3 separate regions of the Mus musculus genome follow, and all the other regions are linked to region 1. A link is a contact called in public promoter capture Hi-C data. All regions are on one chromosome and are shown on one strand. The core of a region is the stretch at or near the end of the contact, and the rest is flanking DNA. Distances in the headings are between cores, read along the strand shown. Region 1 holds the start of Dstn (destrin). Region 2 holds the start of Snrpb2 (U2 small nuclear ribonucleoprotein B). Region 3 has its middle 37 kb from the start of Otor.

The links. Promoter capture Hi-C pulls out the DNA fragments that hold promoters and counts their contacts.
Region 2: a promoter capture Hi-C map of pre-B cells shows a contact between it and region 1, with 3 times the contacts expected there. The contact joins the promoter of Snrpb2 here to the promoter of Dstn in region 1. A contact is called at or near these places in 7 of 39 promoter capture datasets (3T3-L1-derived adipocytes, the C10 cell line, cranial neural crest and 4 more), 1 of 484 Hi-C or Micro-C datasets (muscle stem cells) and 3 of 115 datasets of contacts at active chromatin or transcription factors (astrocytes, embryonic hindbrain and embryonic stem cells).
Region 3: a promoter capture Hi-C map of hippocampal neurons shows a contact between it and region 1, with 9 times the contacts expected there. The contact joins the enhancer-like site here to the promoter of Dstn in region 1. A contact is called at or near these places in 8 of 39 promoter capture datasets (the 3T3-L1 cell line, 3T3-L1-derived adipocytes, cranial neural crest and 4 more), 1 of 484 Hi-C or Micro-C datasets (forebrain), 15 of 115 datasets of contacts at active chromatin or transcription factors (differentiating embryonic stem cells, embryonic forebrain, embryonic hindbrain and 5 more) and 1 of 9 other capture datasets (embryonic stem cells).

Annotation. Positions count from the first base shown.
Region 1 is chr2:143,913,893-143,916,750 of GRCm38.p6, reverse strand. It overlaps Dstn (destrin), which reads right to left and starts at 1,420. Exons shown (of 4, transcript NM_019771.2): 1 at 1,104-1,420. The coding sequence starts at 1,106. It also overlaps a transcript of Bfsp1 not described here.
Region 2 is chr2:143,061,702-143,064,559 of GRCm38.p6, reverse strand. Snrpb2 (U2 small nuclear ribonucleoprotein B) reads right to left here and starts at 1,491. Exons shown (of 7, transcript NM_021335.3): 1 at 1,462-1,491; 2 at 1-18.
Region 3 is chr2:143,113,476-143,116,333 of GRCm38.p6, reverse strand. No RefSeq gene overlaps it. Among named protein-coding and RNA genes, the nearest start is that of Otor, 37 kb to the right of the region's middle. Within about 2 kb of position 1,428, at least 12 of the 459 cell types and tissues checked have an H3K27ac peak or open chromatin away from gene starts, as enhancers often do. A contact at or near this core is called in forebrain and hippocampal neurons, where this site is marked.

The DNA of each region.
Region 1 (2,858 bases), core at 171-2,670:
AAAAGTTTATCAGCACTCAAAACCTTTGGATTTAGTCTTTACTATAAATCAACATATACATACACTTAAAATCTTGCTGAGGTTCAACAGACTTCAAGGTCTGAAATATTTGTAGCTCATAGCATTAAACCCAAACATGACTTAATATCAAGGCACAGCTAAGCATGGTCCGTTTTCAAGAAAACTATCCATTTAATCTAATGAGCCAGCCTGCACCTGCAAGCCAGTTGCTATATCCTAAGAAAAAACCAAAGTTGTTATTCAGTGAAAACACTCTGTAGACAGATAAGTGGGTACCAACTGTTTCCCGGCGCACAGATGTAGCAACAGGATAGTATTTCTAGCAGTGAGGCAAGGCCTTGCCAGCAAATCATTGACCAAAAATGGTAACATTGTGCAGACTACAGTGACAAAATGTTCCACCTGATCGCCCAGTTGAGATACTGTTTTACAACCGATTTGAGTAACACTTTGGAGGTAGAGAAGTTTGTAAATTAAGCAAAATCTCTACCATCTCAATACAACGAATGTTTCTCTTTTTAAAGGGCTGGAGTAATTATACGGGCTTTCTGAAAGTTTTTAAATTTGCATCTGAAAAGCAACAACATCATGTCCAGGACTTGCACCCAAAGTTGTGGTAAAGCCTTGTTCTCAGGTAAAGGCAAATTTCTAGCATGGATGAATGGACCCGGCAGGGAAGGGTTAAAAGAGCCACTGCCAAGCTTGACAAGCCCAACGAGAGTGCCACTGAAGCTGATTGCCAGATACGACAAACAAAGCCACGGCAAGGCCACCCGGTTCTTAATCACGCTCACTAGCAATTACTCCGCCCTCTAGAGTGTTCAATAAAATCCTTTTCCTTCTCAGTAAAAAGGGCTGGAAAAGCTCACGGGTCACCAAGCTGGCCTTGGAGAAAACCGCGCCCACACGGATGGTCTCAGGTTCGGCCGCCCATCCCGGGGATCTACCGACTTCGGGATCGAAGGCAGCGAGGCCGGGCCGAAGGGGATCCCGGGCGGCGGCCTGGAACGGTGGGCATGATGCCGCCCAGGAGCTGCCTTGGAACCGACCCCTCCCTTAGCACACGCCCGAGGATCACTCACCATGTTCGCTGGGGCGGACTTCGGGAGGAGAGCTAGGAGCCTGACGGCAAAGTCTGTGCACCTTCGTCCTCCGGGTAGCAAAAGCAGGAGAGCAGGCGCAGGGCGGACGCGGCAGCTCGAGCTTATTAAGGGCGGGCACGAGTTCCAGCCAGACTGCGGCTGCGCGCGCCCCTCGCTCCGCCCACCGTTGCTACGCAACAGGCCGGCCTCCCCAGACAGGCCCCACCCAGGAGTCCCAATAGTCTCCAGACAACTGGAAACCCCTCTCCAGTTAAGGGGAGTGCATGGGTTCCCCGCCCAGAGGAGCGCCCGGGCTGCTGCTCCGTGAAGGGTGGACACAGGACGCTCCGGGGAATCTGGCCCTGCCCTGGAGGCGGGACCACGCGATGCCCCGCCTACCGCGCGGCCTTTGCCCATACATGGAAGTCGCCACCTGGCCAGGTGTGCGCGCCGCTAGGGGCGGGGCCCCGGCGCGGAGTGGGCGGGGCGAATGCCGGTGGGCGGGTGCTCTGCTTGGCGACGAGAACTCTCAAAACGGCTCTCAGGGACCGCGACCCGCATTTTTTTACCTACTTTGGTGCTGTTCCCACCACCCAGTCCTGATTGGTCAGCGCGGCACTTCGGGCCGTCGCGTGAGAGGGAAAAATCTGCACAGTTTTCCTCCTTCCTGAGGCGACCGTGGCTGATCAAAGTGCTGTGTGAGTCAGCGCTTATTCCAGGACTGGAAAACAGGAGTGATTTGTTTATCTTCTGAGCGGGCTGGGAGGAGGCCCAGTGGCCCGCGGGGGGTGCGTGGGGGACGCCGCGTGGCCCGGGACTGTGGGCCGGGCCCCGCCGCTGCGCTTGGGGGTTTCTCATTGGGGAATTGTGTTTTCCTAAAGGGCGGTTGCACGGAAATACTGCTTCCACAGGGCCACCCGCAATCCTAGCCTTGTTTTCTCCGGGTGTTTTTGTAGCGAATAAAAGGAACTCGTAAGACGTGGGATGATCACCTCACTTTTGAACTGAATTTAGGCAACGAGAACATCAGGATCTCTATAAAAAAAGTCTTAATTATCTAAGAAGGCTTTTGGGCAACATGATCGTTGTTTTTCTTTGTTTCTGTTTTCTGGGCGCTATATAAAAAAAATCTACCCTAGGTAGCAAACCGCGGTTCCCATTAGTTTTAAGGGTTTTGTTTCTTTCTTAAGATTAAAGGCAAGTCGTGGCAATTCTAATCCCTTACTGCATTGCCACGGGGTGTTTGGCAGGCTACGGCAGTGGCGTCAGAATCACCTGGAGAGTTTGCTCAAAGATTTCTTAGTTCTGGCTCCGTGCACCTAGAATGTAACCTAAGAGTTTGCCCTTTTAACAAGTCTTTGGTATTAATAATTGGTAATCACACTGAAGAGAAAGAACCTACATCCAGCTGCAGCCCGAACCCTTCTGGCTTATTTTTGTTTTTTTTTGGGGTTGGTTTTTTGTTTTTTTCTGCTCAGGACTCTGACCCCACTAAATGAGACTTCATTTAAGGACGGTTCAACCTATCATTGGTGTTTCGTCCTCCACAATCCTGTCCAAATACAAGAATGCTGTTTACTGCATAAAATTTTCTGTGCCTTCTTCCAGATTTTTTTTTTTTTTTTTTTTTTTTTTTTTGTCCTGGAACTCACTTTGTAGACCAGGCTGGCCTCGAACTCAGAAATCCGCCTCCCAAGAGCTGGGATTAAAGGCGTGCGCCGCCACCACCCAGCTTCTTCCAGAATCTTAAGCAAG
Region 2 (2,858 bases), core at 242-2,741, 850 kb after region 1:
TAGAACCCTTCCAATAGCCTAAAAGAAATAATAAATAATCAGTTATTAGCAAAGAGGGTTAAATCACGCAGGTGTACAGCATGACACAACTCTTAATCACCCCGCCCTACCTCCCACAGCCATCTCTTTTAGTCAAATGGAAAACAGCTCTCAAGATCAAACCTTGGAAGGACAATACCAAGGTTCTACAAATTGGTAGAATCTGTCAATACATAGGCAGATTTAAAAACATATTATTCAAGGTTATATACTTCTTTTATCCCCACTTAAATGATACTGTCCTTTCATCTACATAATGACATAACTTTCGAAAGTATATTTATTAATTCTTTGAGAATGTCATGTGTTTTGATCATATTCACCAGAAAATGGTTTTTCAGTAAAATGATTTGAACATTTTGTGAAAGATCAGTAAACACGCACCTAGTTTTAAAAAGTCATTGTAATAGAACAATACAAATTAAGACAGTTCATAGATGCACTCATGAATGTATTGATTTAAACGATTAGTGTGTGTGTGTGTGTTTGTTTACCTGTGCCATCGTGTATGTTGAGGTCAGAGAACGACCTCTCAGGGGCTTTCACTTCTGTCTCTTTCCCACTATGTGAGTCTCAAGAGTGGTCAAGGTTGACAGTTCAGAGCTCAGATTCTTGTATCAATAAGATACGGATTTAAGTTCTGTTTACGATTTTACAACCTACTTCGATGGGGGGCAAGTTCCTTAATGTCTCAAGTCCCCAGCTACAAATTATGGCTACTAACAGCACCTATAAAATGGAGCCTATAAAATTATGAGACAGATATGTATCAGTCTGCACCAGTTAGCATCTACAGTTACTATTTATTATCGATAGCTATCACTCGTTAAAGGACACAAGTGTCTTAACGTCACACAACAAGCTGCTCTGAACAACTTATAGGAAGGGCCTGTACTATGTAGGCAACGGATAATAGGTAACGTTTCTCACAGGCTTGCCTCTCTACATGGGAACCTGGAGAAGGGCTGGGACTCAAGAGAGGGACAAGAGCACAGGCTCTGGCATTAGCTCCTTTGGGCTGAAATAGTGCAAGGGCACCAGAAACCCAAAGGCTGCCGGGGAGAAGAGGCCGAGAGTGCACAGTGAACTGCACACCCTGCTCCTCCAAGCAAGTCACGGGCCATTCTCTCCCCCTGGGCTAATTCCTATGTGTCCGCTTGAGCCTCTTTACACACCGGCCAATCCACCCAACACCAGGGTCCTCTGACATTAAAAACCCAACCATCCTGCAGAGAACAGGCTGTGACGCCGGGCCTCATTCCGCCAGCCCTGGGGTCGCCGTCCCTTCCTCCTATACGTCCGCGGACCGAGGACCACGCAACCGACGACACCTTCGCCCTCGCCGGCTCAGTTACCGCGGACGGGGCGGATCCCGCCAAACCCTGAGACCAGCCACAGCGAAAAAGAACCCGAGAGACTCACCTGAAGCCGGCGCGGTCCGCTTGAAACTAATACCGGAAGAGCTTCCCCGCGCCGGAAGAGGGCGGCCAAACTCCTCAATCGAACTCAGAGAAGTCGAAGAGTCGAGCACCGATTCAATCGAGCCCTCCTCGCCCCGGCCGGCCAAGGCGGAATCTTTCTGCGCACGCGCATTCCTGTGGGCTAGGAAGTTTGTGGAAAGGGGGAGAACTGGAAGGGATCAAATTAGGACCCGGGGGCCAAGCTGTGGAGGCAGAGGAGGGAAGGGTAGGGGGTCGTTTCCCTTACTGCGACTTTGAAGCTTCCCAACTATAGGATGTGATACAATTTTACAGGAGCCTGTCTCCAGCCACAAGTTAGTCAAGCCTTTCTATGGGTCCTGGTCAACTTGACTTAACACCATTGTCAATCTCTAGTTGTCAATCTCCAGGAGTCTGAAAGAACACACCAGCCAGCACTCTATAGATTACGTCTTAGATGCAGCCCAGTCTTCGACCCCTGAACAAAGAGAATTTTAGTCGTTGATGGTACTCTCACCAGGCTTCAGGAGCGAGCAAACTAAAGAGCCTAAACTCACTTAGACACAGTTAACTCCCGCCCACTCCCCCACCCTCTCCTTTCCTCACAAAATGCTTGGATTTTTCTAGGCTAAAAATTGGGGTAAGGACCAAATTGGTTGATTTTACCAGCCTGAGGTTTCTAATTTTTGAAAGTCACATGAAGTTGCAGGATGGAAATAGTGTTTTGAGAGTAGTAATTTTATATGCTTTTTTCACTGAAGTGATTAGGAGAATGGCTTATACTCGATAAATATGATTCAGACGATTGAATGAAGTTCCGTGAAAATTAGGTCATAATAAAACAAGTGTGATATCCAGTGAAAATCCTGTAAATGTAGGAAATAATGTTAAACAACCACAGAAAAAGTGTTCTTTAATTACATAGATATGGAAACCAGTTTGGCTTTTATAAAAACAATATCGAGTATGTTCTTAGCAAAAGGGCATCAAGTAAATACGAAACACTTTCTAAGCAACAGAAGGTCTGAGCAGTTGATTAACTGTGCTTGGTGGTAATGAGAGCATTGGAATAAGCTATAACCTGCCTGTGTTATATACATTCATCTGGCCGAGAGAGAGTTCGTAGCTATTTTCAAAAAGCAAATTGATAAACATGCAAGGACACTCCACTTGGGAAAAAAATAAAGAGATTTAAAGAAATGCCATACCTATTCTATCAAAGCTTGAGTCTCAGCTACTATACCTTTTGCACAGCAAAGAAGAAATTGTCCGATGACAACTCAGTGTCAGTGGCTTCTATGCTCTTTTCCAGGTTCACTTATAAAGAATGAACACATTTTTATATCCATGAGTAATCCCTGCAAGCTTTTTTTTTTTCTT
Region 3 (2,858 bases), core at 179-2,678, 800 kb after region 1:
AGTGCTTTTTAGGGGCTCTTGTTCTCTCCCTGAGGTTTGCTCAGTCTGCCATCTTATAGAACCCAGGACCACTAGCTCAGGGGTAGCCCCACCCATAATGGACCTGACCCTCCCACATCAGTCATGAATTAAGTAAACGCCCTAATGGCTTGCCTACAGCCCAGCCTTATAAAAGCACTTTCTCAGTTGAGGGTCACTCCTCTCAGCTTGTGGCAAGTTGACATAAATCCTGCCAGCACCTAGAGAAATAAAAGCCTGTTGGCCATCAGAGCTGAGAAGCATTCGGGCGATCTCTAGAGCTTTTGGTTGTCTCTGTGCCCTCTGTCATCACCCCCTGAACACATCAGTCCTGTAAAAATTCTTGACTTTGATAGTCAGGAAGCCAAATTTAAGAGAAACTGCAATTCCAAATATATAAAGGAAAATCTGTTTTTTCCTGAGTTTAGTGGTGATAGCAGCATCAGGAGGCTAAGACTGGATGAATGTTAGTTCAATGCCACTCTGGCCTACGTAGTGAGTTTGAGACTATCCTGTACTGCACCACATATAACCTATGGAGGAGGAGATGGGGGAAAGCTAGTCATTATTTGTTGGGCTAAAAGCTCTTTGTACACATTTCTTTTTCTTTTCCTTTTTGCATACTAGCACAATACCACTGACTCATACATTGATTTTAGCTCTCAGTCCTAGGGCTATCAGTGGTGGTCTTCCTGTTAGCAGAGTCTCACGGTGGTTGGTGTAGGGGCCAGAGAAAGAGAGTGTGTGCATATGTCTCTCCTGGTCTCTCTCTCTCTCTCTCTCTCTCTGTGTGTGTGTGTGTGTGTGTGTGTGTGTGTGTGTGCTTTTGAAGCTGCCTGCATTCAGTCACGGAAATGCTATCGGGGTCACTGTAGCTGATCATAATCTCCTGCCAGAGACCCCTCCTATACACACCACAGTCAGGTGCTGGCTGCTTCCACACCCTTAATCACAGTGAAGATTAATGAACACACAGAGAGATCACGGCATTTTAACTTAAAGAAAAAACTTGGTGTGCACCATGAGAGATGGTTTGGGGGCCTCTGTACTGCAGAAGGGATGGGAGAAATGGTGTTTCTTCTCAAAAGGGAGGGATGAGGGGTTGGAGGAAGAGGCGACAAGAATAAAGGGATGGTGCAGGCTAGAGCAAGTGTCATGGAAGGTGGCCAGGATCAAAGAGAAGTGGCACTGCTATGACTCTACTGCAGTACCACTCCACGTCTGTGGACCTCTGCATATCTCTGAAACCTCCCACAAATGCAGCACATTGCTCACCAATGCACCTGCCAGTCAGCTTCTAGTGAAAGTTAAAAAAAAAAAAATGGTTGGGTCTCAGGCATTCTTGGGCAGAGTTGAGAGTAGGAGGCTGTCACTGCAGAAACCCAGAAACAATCTGTCGGAGCAGATTTTGGAACTCGGCCACCTAAAGCTCCCTGATCAAGCTGGTTTACTTGAATGCCTGGAAAGTGGGGTGGGATGGGAGAGACTGCAATGTAGTAGCCATGCTAGGCCATTGCATGTCCCTCCAACATTCCATAGGAACCGTACTGCATTTTCTCATCTACTGGTGGATAGAAAAGGAGTGTGAATCATTTGGAGCAAGGCTGAGACACTAAGTCAGCACGAGACATGGGGATTCCCTCCAGAAAAGCAGAGACATTAAAATCTGGAGGGAAAAATAGCAAGCTTGAGTCAATACAGCAAAGGGGATTTGTGTGCAAAACAGGAACTTAGAAAGGTTAATGGAAGCAGGTCTGCTCCAGAGTTAGGTCTCCCTGTAGAAATGACATTAACTTCCACAGTGCACAGATACAGAGAGTCAAGATGGACAAGTTATGTTGGAGTATGCTGTCATTGATACACAGAAGAGAAAGACACATTTTAGAGATTGCAAGGCTGGTTAGGAAAGAGAATCCTCTAAACTCAACTTACAGCAATCTGTGATGTCACAGCAGGAGAGGCACGTGCATATATCGTTGGAATAATGTGGTTTCTTAGAACACATTCCCCAAGGAGTAAATTCTGGGTTCTATTGTACAGCTCTCTGTGATGCTAGGGAACTGACATGTCTGACCATACTGCATGGCTACCATGCAGAGAGACATCGCTCTGAGATACAGTCAGTCTATGGATTTGGCCAAGGAGATAATTAGTTTATGGGCACTGGGGTGAGTATGATTAGTGAGGCATCTCTGCCCACTCTCAGAGTAATCTGCAGGCCACTTAAGGCAGTTTCCTTTTCACATAAAGAGCAACCAAAGGCAGAGAAGAATCTCCTTTGGGGAAAGCTAGATCTCATTTGCAACTGATGTATGTAAATCTCTTACATTTCCACCTTAACCAAAGCCTCAAGTTTAGGTTTTATGTGTTTGTGGTGCCATCTGCTGGTAAGATGTAGATTTCATATTATGAGCTCTCAATTCAATTCTCCAAACTTTGTTCTTTTACACTGAAAAATTGAGGACTCCAAGTACCTTTTTTTTTTTTTTTTTTTTTTAGATTCATTTATTTATTATGTGTAAGTACACTGTAGCTGTCTTCAGACACTCCAGAAGAGGGAGTCAGATCTCCTTAATGGATGGTTGTGAGCCACCATGTGGTTGCTGGGATTTGAACTCCGGACCTTTGGAAGAGCAGTCGGGTGCTCTAACCCACTGAGCCATCTCACCAGCCCTCCAAGTACCTTTGCATGGAGCATATATATAACATTATCAGTGATACTGTAATTAGGAACTTGGAAAAAGTTCTTATTTGTTTATGTAGGAGAGTAACAACAATTAATCCCATATAAATGTAAATAATTTAAATAAGAATATTGTTCTCCAAATTGTAAAATTATT